Regions from separate parts of the Triticum aestivum genome. Here region 1 is linked to region 2. The links are chromatin contacts, called in public Hi-C maps. All regions are on one chromosome and are shown on one strand. Each heading gives the region's core, a stretch centred on a gene start, on an enhancer-like site or on the middle of the called end of the contact. The rest is flanking DNA. Distances are from core to core; before and after follow the strand shown.

Region 1 (4,565 bases), core at 420-2,919, 840 kb after region 2:
CAAGGTCACGTAGTTCGATAGTCTCGTTGGCAATTCTTTGGAGGAATGTAGATTTCCCGACACTGATATTCCCTTCAACACAAAAGGTGAGCCTCTTTCTTCTGCAGGGCTTAGATGTGTCAGTGTCTTTCACCTCCTCATCAACGCTCTCTTTAATGAACAGAGTTATACTCTCAGCATGGTTCTTGTGTATGATGCCAACTGAACTTTGCAAGAACTCAACCATCTTCTCATCAGACTTGCCAAAGAACTGCAAAACTCAGGAAGTGTTAGCTCTAGGTGCGTTGAAGTTAGATTGAACCAGCAGAATTTTAAGTGAGGAAATCACCATCATATTCATAAGACAGGATTGTGACAAAGAACTAAAGAGAATAAAGTAAAGCAAACCCAGAAAGTAACAGACAAAAGTAATTTCTTCTTTTTTCCTTCAAACTTAAGAATTTCATGGTGATAATGCTCCAGCGCCTCCAATGATCACATAGTGGGAATCAAATTAACCTGTTTTATGCAATGCTACAATCAATACGATCTTGAGTTTTTGACAGCATATCTGAAGTTTGTGAGATGCAGGGTAGGCGTAGGCATAAACTTTAGGACTAAAATCATTGCTGCTGTAGATTTTGGAGCCAATGTGCATTTACCAGTGTTGCCTCAATTACTAAAACTGAGGAGTGACCACCAGAATTCTAATGCCGAGTTGGTCGTCAAGGACAGAGTGATTGCTTGCACTCACAGTACACCAACTCTATACAAGAATGCAGGTCTAAGCATATCAGTTTGCTTGAGCTAACATGTAAGTGGTGGTATGTGACGACATTTTCTCAGGCAACATATGTTAACAGAAATGTATTTTCCATGTGACCATGTCAATTCTGGCAATTCACAGGAACTGGTGAAGACTCCAAGCATACGTGTTGCTTACATACTTTGCAAACTAGTACTACAATAAAACAGAGACAAACAGTACGAACAATCCAGAACAGACCACCCACGCACGCACCTTATCCCGATAGAGCTGCTTGAGCGGCGCGACGCCATCGAATCCCTTCTCAACGAGCTTCCTCTGGTTCCGCGGCCCGACCCCAGGAATGGCGAGCAGCTCCCCGCTCCCCGTCGCCGCATCGCCCCGGCCTCTCTGCTTCCTCTCTGGCGAATTGCGACCCCCACCTCCTCTGGAGCCCCTCCCCTCTTCCTCCTCCTCCCCCTCTCCCGCGGCAACATCCCCGCGTCTCGCCGCCTCGGCGGAGCAGCAGAGCCCCCTCCTCGCGACCGCGCCGCCACCGCCGCAGCGCAGCCACGGCAGGGGGTGGAGGCGCGCGGTGCTCGGCACCGAGCAAGCGGAGAGGGACGGGCCCGCCAGGCGGAGCGCGGGCATGCGGGAGGAGGGCAGCAGCGGCCGGGCCGGGGCCGCGGCCGCGTCGAGGAAGGAGGCGGCTCGGGGGAGAATCCTGTGCATCGCTCGCTGGCTGAGGCGACGGGGACAGCGGAGGTCGGTCTCCGGCAGGCCGCCGGCCGACGTGGCGGTGGCGGTGGCGGGCGGCCGGAAGGGATTGGGTTGCGGTGCGGTGGGGTTTAGGGTTTTGGCGTTATCATCTCGCGGGGCTGCCGGGATGAGGTGGGAAGGAGGGTGGAAGGAGAACTGGCGCGGCGCACACGAGTGGTCCACGGGGACTCGAGCCTGTGCTGGGTCCACGGGAATTGAAAATGCGTAAAATAAGACGGGCCGGTGTGTCGCTGCCTCGCCGCTTTTGTTTTCGGTCCTGCTCTCGGTGCATGGACCGAACTCCTTGGGCTGTGCAGGCCTGACTGACTTTAGCACATGGATAGAAATGGACTGAACTGCAAACGCACATGTGTTATTGGGCCTGAGCCGTTTGGTTGGTCCATGAAACGTGGTCAGTTAGCAATTTCTGAACTTCGACAACCGCCATTGATATATACTCCCATAATGCATACTAGGTGTTTTGCATATGTTCATGCACATTGTTTCTTCTCGGGTCATCAAAGCACGGTATCTACTTCTTTATTGTTTTGCAATGTCAGTTTATTTTGTTTATGTGACATGCTTAGAACGTGTAGACCGTGAAGCATTTGGAAGGGCCATAAAGTTCCCAAACCTTTTTCGAATTTGTTAATATTTTCTAAATTTCTGCAAAAAGGTCAAATTTGATAACATTTCCAAATTCATGAACATAGAGAAATTCACAAACATTTCCTAAATAGGAAATATATTTTGAATTCAAAAAATATTTTTCAAATTCGCACGATTTTTTTCAAATTCACAAGCATTTGTTTTTGAATTAATGGATATATTTTAAACTATAGCTTGTTTCTCAAAATTCGCGTACATTCTTTAATTCGTGAACAATTTGAAAATTCACAAAGATTTTAAAATCTGCTATTTTTTTAATTAACGATTTTTTAAATCTGCAATGATTTTTGAGTTCGTGAATGTTTTTAAAATTTGTGAACAATTTTACATCTTTGATAATAATTTCAAATTCATGAACATATTTAAATACATAATATTTCTCAAGTTGGTAAAAAAATGAAATCACAAATATTATTAAAATTTGCAAAAAATTGCATTCGTAGATATATTTTAAATTATTGCACATTTTTCGAATTGTGGTTTTCTATGATTCTCAAACATTTTTCAAATTTGTGGATTTTTTTGAATCAATGAACTTTTCCTTGGGTTACCTAACATTTTGTTTCGCTGACAAACACCTGTCAATTCGCAAACATTTTTTTACAATTAATGGACATTTTCCAAATCCATGGAAATTTTATCAAATTCGTCAACATTTTAAAATTCATGATTTTTTTCCCAATCCATGAATATAATTAAACTTTTGGAATATTTTTTGTAATGAAATAAAACCTACCAATATATGAAACTCGACAAAAATATGTAAAACAGTTGAAAACAAACCTAGGGTGGCAAAATGACCACTTCGCCTTGCTCATAATTGGCCGACTCACGAATGAGGAGGACGAAGATGATCAGAGGCAATGCCGCAATGGTATCGCTCACGGAGACCACCTCGCCGGCACATTAAGCGATAGTTGGCCAAGGGCTTGCACCAGAGGCTCACATGCCATGGCCCTTTGGTATGCTCACTCGCAGCACTAGTCTCTCGTTCGTTCGACCGGCTTGCTTTGTTTTCCTTCTCTCTCACATTTTACTGCTACTCCGGTATTGTCTTGGGAAAAATGAACTTCAGCTCTTTTAATCAAAAAAGTTGGCTGACTTTAAAACAAATTTATGCATTTTAAAAAGCATGGGTTAGTAAAAATAAAAAATTTATCATAAAGTTCATGAATTTGAATAAAACGTGAATCTTTGAAAATTTTGTGAATATGAAAAAATGCTAATTTAAAAAACAAAATTTTGAAAATTGGTCACAAATTAAAAAAAGTTGAATTAAATAAAACAGAAAAAAAAAACAGGATGGAAAACATAAAAGCCCAACCCCCAAAACCAAAGAAAAACCAGCCCGAAAAGAACAGGAGGGATTCTTCTAGAGCCTTCAAGAAGGTTCCCAAAACCGATGTAAAGGAAATTGGTGTTGCTAATATGGGCCGGCCTACTTAGTACGTACAAGCGAAGGTGTGTGCGCCAGGTACAGATAATGCTATAATTGCCAAATAGATTTTGCTCGCTCCCGATAGGCAATACATATCACTTTTCCTTTTAAAACGTTTATGTATGAGTATATGAAGCAATAACAAAAATTATGTTTTCCTAAAAAAATGACGCATCATCTTAGGAGTCTTCAAAAATGCAATTTTTTTTGGCTAAAGTTCATGGTAATCACTTCGCATATTTGTGCTCAGACAGGTGCTCCACCTCAAGCGTAAGTGTGCTTCAACAAGTGGAGCACAAGTATGCCCCCTAAAGGAGAAAAGGTGAATCACGTATGTTCTCCACGGTTGAGCACACGTTGGCTTCTTCGTAGGGCGCAAATGTGATTCACGGCGAAGCGTGCGTGTGGAGCATGGATGTGCTTCGCGGTGAAGCACACCTATGCTCCCTAGCAGAGGAAGATGTGTTCCCTCATGGATCCAATCAAGGTAGAAGGAAAGAGGGGGAAATCAACCTGATCCCCTTTGCTTTCGCCACGTATTGAACGTTGCATTAGGAAGGGTATCTCTTAACTAGTGATTTTGATCGGGAAGCCTTCCTATGCCACACATCCTTCTGGGCCTTGGCCCAATAGTGCTCCTTCGAACGTTCGTGCATACGCTTGGTCATTTGTCCTGGTTTTTGCTTGATTTTTCTGCTCCATCTCTATTGTATTAGAGGAAAAACTGGTTACCATTTTTTTGGTTATTTTTTAAATTGTGGTGAAATCAAATAATTGTTCATGATTTTAGAACATATTCACAAGTTTGAGAAATATTCAGAATTAGAAAAATGTTCACAAATTTGAAAATATTCTAAAAATATTCATGATTTTTAAAATAATTTTCCAAATTCAAAAGGTTCACGGATTAAAAAATCATGAATGCGATAAAATTTAAATTTTGAAAACTACACGGATTTGAAAAACGTTCATGAA
Region 2 (5,218 bases), core at 1,184-3,683:
CAAGGTTAGTGGGCTGGAAGATAGATGTTGTCGACAGCAATAGGAAGAGAGAAATATGTTTCTTGCCTGCCTTTGAAGACAACAACCCACTACTATGAATTCCAAACATGATACAGATTCTTAGCTATTTCTATATCTCTAGCTTGCATAATCTTCTTCTGGACTCTTTCCTAATATGCCTAACTCTCCTCCTGGATTACTAATTTATGTACTGTTCCTGCTGTGCGCCATGGACTACTACAGTTTCACCTCCTGTGCTTTACACAGTTACACTACAACACTGGTATCTCAAACAGACTGATTCCCGTTTTTTTTTTTTAGGGAAACTGATTCCCGTTATTTGAAAGGTTTTGCTGCTGCATGTACCACTGCAGCAAAAGCTCATCAGATGAGATAGAAAGGTATCATGAACATGAAATAGCAAACCCCAAAGCTGGTATTTTCACTCTCTCACAGCCTCACTTCTTACCTCAGATTTACAAGGGTAATACTCACAAGAAGAAGCATATACAAGTTTGTTAACCGGTAACAACGTACCCTGGGGGGGGGGGGGGGGGGGGGGGGTGTTTATTGCTACCGACCAAATATGCTTGAATAATAATTCACCAGGTCATGTTACCTAGAGTTTTCACAGGTATAGCATCCATCAACTGTAAATACCAAACATCATTTAATTATATAGGGTGTGGCTGAGAAATCACTTGGATACATGTAAAAGGCAGCCAATCGTGACAGTTTTGACTCGCATATGCTTACCACACGCTAAAACAGTTATAATTTTAATAGCACACGCATGTTTTTACCATCAGTAATGCTGCCTTATACTACAAATTGCCAAGAAGCCTAGAATCTTGTTTTGGTGATCAAACTATAACAACGAAGGCTCGACAGAGGTCACCTTCAGTACTCTTCGCATCCGTTGGGAAAACCTTCTCCGGGAGGTTTGGAATCACGGGGAGCGTGTTGAGGTCAGTCTCCAGTGGCAGCATTTGATACCTTGGAGCTCCAGTCCCAGTCCTACAATATTTGTGACAATAAGAGCAAGATTAAACTAGTGGTTCTCCTTACTCAGACATTTGCAGACAAGGGGAAATCTCATTTGATAGCAGTAATGTGTCACTTTACACTTCCCAACATGATTTTGCCTACATACTCCTTAGCTGATGCTGTCTGAATGCAAAAAAAAAGAGGGTGCGCACGCGCGTGTGTGTGTGGAAATAGTGTCCACCACCATTCTATGTTCCAGAAAAAATATCTATATTCTGCAGGTTTGCAAGTTGTAACCGCTCCATTGATATACGGTGCATTCACGATCACTGGACCCGTCGTTGCTAAAAGCAGCAAGCCCGCCCGTAATCACTTCACCATAGTCACTCTGCCCCCAAATATACCATAACAAACCACTAACGAAAGAAGCGGTTGACATTTCATCTCCAGGCTCTACTCGGACATTTGCGGACTACAAGAAATTTCATTCGGTAACAGTTACACGTCACTTTACACTTCCCAGGCTCCCAGCATGATTGTGACTACATGCTCGTTAGTTGATGCTGTCCAAATGAAAAGAGAAAGGTGGAGATAGTGTCCCCCACCACTCTAGGTTGTAGGTTCCAACACAAAATCTATGTTCTGCTAGTTTGTAAGTTGTAACCGCTACAATGAGATACAGTGTGTTCACCATTCGCTAGACCGATCTTTGCTGCAAGCAGCAAGCACGCCGGTTGATCATTTCGCCATAGTCACTCTCCCCCAAAATAATATCATAACAACCCAGTAACTGAAGAAGGGATTCACATTTCATCTCCAGGATCTACTATACAAGTACCGTCTTAAGCCCTCACAAACGAATCACAATCAGGAACAATTCTAACTGCACAAGCAAAGCAGATAATGCTCTCCCCCAATCGCATTCTACCTCAAATTCGCCAGCACAGCCCTCGACATCCCACAATCGCATTCAACACGCAAGCCCTAAGCAACATAATCGCTCGGGTGATTCGGATTGAACAGCCTCCTTATGGATTCGATCAGGAGCCTGCATCAGAGCCCATCAAATCGCACGAAGCATCAGCTAGAGGCGCCTAGGCTTGCACACGCGCCACTTCGATCGAACAAGCGCAGGGGCGCGGAGAATAGAGAGGAGGGGGAGCTCACGGGGAAGCGGAGGGGAGGAGGGCGGGGAGGTAGGCGGAGTCGTCGGTGGGGACCGGGAGGGAGCCCACGCGGAGGTAGCGCGCCGGCGGGGGCGCGGCGATCTCCAGCCGCCCCACGCACTGCAGCTCCCCCGACGCGTCCATCGGAGCCGTCCTTCCTCCTCGCCGCCGGCGTCGGCTTGTGGAGCTCGCCCGGATCGCGGCAGCGGCAGCGCGTTCCGTGCCCGGCTTGACGAACGCCCACGGAGTCAGTGGAGAGTGCTAGACGCTTCTACCGCTCCCCTTTGGGCCTGTCATGGAGTCAGACCTGGCCAGATGGGCTGGCACGGCCTGACCTGGCTAGAGTGTGTCAGGCACGGCACGCTTACTACACGGGCCAAATTTAGGAGTACTCCTTCGACTTATCGTAGCACGAGAGTTTTTCCCTCCCCTAAAGAAAAAACGAGAGTTTTTCCCTTTTCGAAAATCCAATTATTTACCCTAAAAAATGAGAGTTTTCCCCTTTTTCGAAAATTCAATTATTTAAAATATTTTATCTATTAAAGCGTGCGTCCAAATCTTAAACCGTTTTTATCGTTGGATTCCTCACGTCGAGATTGTCCAAATCTCAAACTGTTTTCACCATTGAATTCATCGCGTCGAATTCTTCAAAACTAGATCGCATGTTGATAGATTTTGACGAACTTTTTTCCCATAAAAAACGAGATGAAAAACCCATGCCTCTTGTAAAAGAAGAAAAATAGAAAACAAATTTTTTTCAGTTTCCGAGAAGCACGGTCATGTCTCTCGCAGAAGTAAAACTGTATCTTACATGGAAGGAAAAAATGTGTTTTTTCCCGTTTTCGAGAGGCACGGCCATGCCTTCTCACGGAAAAAGAAAAGAAGTAGAAAATACATATTTTTTTTAGTATCCGAGTGCCTCCCGCGGGAGCAAAACCATGCCTCTCACGAAAAAAAAACATGTTTTTTCCTTTTCGAGAGGCATAACCATGCCTCTCGCGGAACCAAAACTATGCCTCTTGTGAAAGTTAAACCGTGCCTCTCGCGAAAGAAAAAAAAACATGTTTTTTTTTCAAAAGGCACAGTGCCTCTCGCGAAAGTGAAGAAAAGTTTTTTCTCGCTAATTTTTTTAACATTTTTTTGTCCAAAAGCTAAGAAAGACCATTGAAAAAACAAAAAGCCAAAAAAACAGCCTAAAAAACCAAATGTGCGTGCGAAAAATAAAATAAAGAACCATAGAAAATGCTCATAGCGCTCTCAACCCACCTTCAAGTGATCGTTCGGAGACTCCCGAAGGAGTGATCATTTACTAGTTGCTCTCATATACCGATTGAGCTTCTTGGCGCCCACAAGCCACCGTTCGTGGGCCAACCCAAGAAGAAGGCCGACGCTCGAGTGTTTTCCCAAATCTTTACCTAATAATAAAATAAATTAGATTTCTTTCGTCCATCATGGCATCTTTCAGAAAAGTTCCTCAATTTCAGAGAATTCAAACCACAGTCCTGTTTTAAGTTAAAACGAATCGTTATTTTCGTGTTTTACACGAAAGTCCCTGTCTTTTCTTGAAATCAACTCGCCGTTCGGATTTAAGTCACACCTAAACCGTTATTTTACATTTTTCAAAACCCCCCTGATGTTTTAGGTAATTCATCCGCGGATCATATTTAAGTCAAATAAATGCTTTTTAAAATCATTCATATCTTTTAAACCGTAACTCCGATTTGAACATGTTATATATAAAATTTGATTAGAAAAATATGTAGAATATGAATATGAGATTATTTTTACCTATTAAGTATTTTTAAATATTATCTTGGAAGAGTCAAACCAAATGATTTTCTAAATTATTTGTATCTTTTAAACCGTAACTTTGATTTTAACATATTATATATGAAATTTTATTAAAAAAATGTGTGGAATCTAAATATGATGTTAATTTTACCTGTTAAATATTTTTTTAAATATTGTTATGGAACCAAACTTATAATTTATAGCGCAAGATTCATTTTTTTCATACCGGCAGCGACCCGAATTGCAAATAAACACCCCACTATAATCATATACAGAAAAGAAAACAACGATAACTACACATGCATACCTCTGAAAAATGTCGCAGGGAAAACAACAGATTTTTCATCGCGAGAGTGAGAGAAAGCGAGTGCGTGCGAGAGAGAGGGAGAGGGAGGAGAGAGGGAGAGAGAGAGACGCCTTAGGATTGACCATATTCAACACACGTTTTTTGTTCTTTTGTGTGAACACCGAGACCATCGCCAGCGAGGGTGAGAAGGAGGATAAGCGGCAACACAAATATGATGCCTCGTAAAAATACAGGAGATGGACCTATTGTGGTCTTGAGTGATGGTTGTTGAGTTAAGAGTGTGTGTTATATTTTCTCTCCCGTTGCAACGCACGAACTCTTTTGCTAGTGATTCTAAAAAAGGGACTGGTTTTCCAAATCCCTCGATCTCGTTGACTTTTGAAAAAAATGTTTTTTAAAAGTAAGAAAATTTTAAAAAAACATGAATTCAATAATGTCCATGAATTTAAAAAAAATCACAAACTAAAAAATGCGAGGAACACTCTGTTTGCCATTTAGGCAATAACTATCAATTATGCCATTTTACGGGTACTCCACCGCCAACTATAAGATGGAAAAAACTCTCTCCAAAATATTATGAGTTGAATACAGATGCAACTTTCTTTATGGGTGGAAGTGGAGCAGTAGCTGCAGTTATACGAAACTGCAGAGGCGAGACAATCGCCAGTGCTGCGGAGCCTAAGAGGTTGTTTGGTTTCAAGCCACAGTTTGCCAAGCCAAAGTTTGGCACCCATACTTTAGTTGGTATGTATTTGATTTTTGCCACACTTTACTGTCCCTATGGTCCACTTGTCATAGAGACAATTGTTTTGCCAACTTTTGTCAAAGTTTGACATCCATTTTCTCAGCCACACTTGTGTGTGGCTGGTCACACTTTGGTTTGGCCACACCAGTCTTCAACCAAACAGATCCTAAACAGTGGCAAAGGCAGGAAAACTTAATCAGGGGGGCCAACTTGATGTTAAGT

What was found. A called contact is a pair of places that touch in the nucleus more often than the background predicts.
Region 1: a contact with region 2 is called in a Hi-C map of leaf, with 5 times the contacts expected there. The contact joins the promoter of LOC123062764 here to the promoter of LOC123062762 in region 2. A contact is called at or near these places in 2 of 5 Hi-C or Micro-C datasets (both in leaf).

What each region holds. Positions count from the first base shown.
Region 1 is chr3A:634,183,041-634,187,605 of IWGSC CS RefSeq v2.1, forward strand. LOC123062764 reads right to left here and starts at 1,670. Exons shown (of 5, transcript XM_044486415.1): 1 at 1,001-1,670; 2 at 1-250. The coding sequence starts at 1,456.
Region 2 is chr3A:633,338,754-633,343,971 of IWGSC CS RefSeq v2.1, forward strand. It overlaps LOC123062762, which reads right to left and starts at 2,434. Exons shown (of 9, transcript XM_044486412.1): 1 at 2,155-2,434; 2 at 899-1,017. The coding sequence starts at 2,297.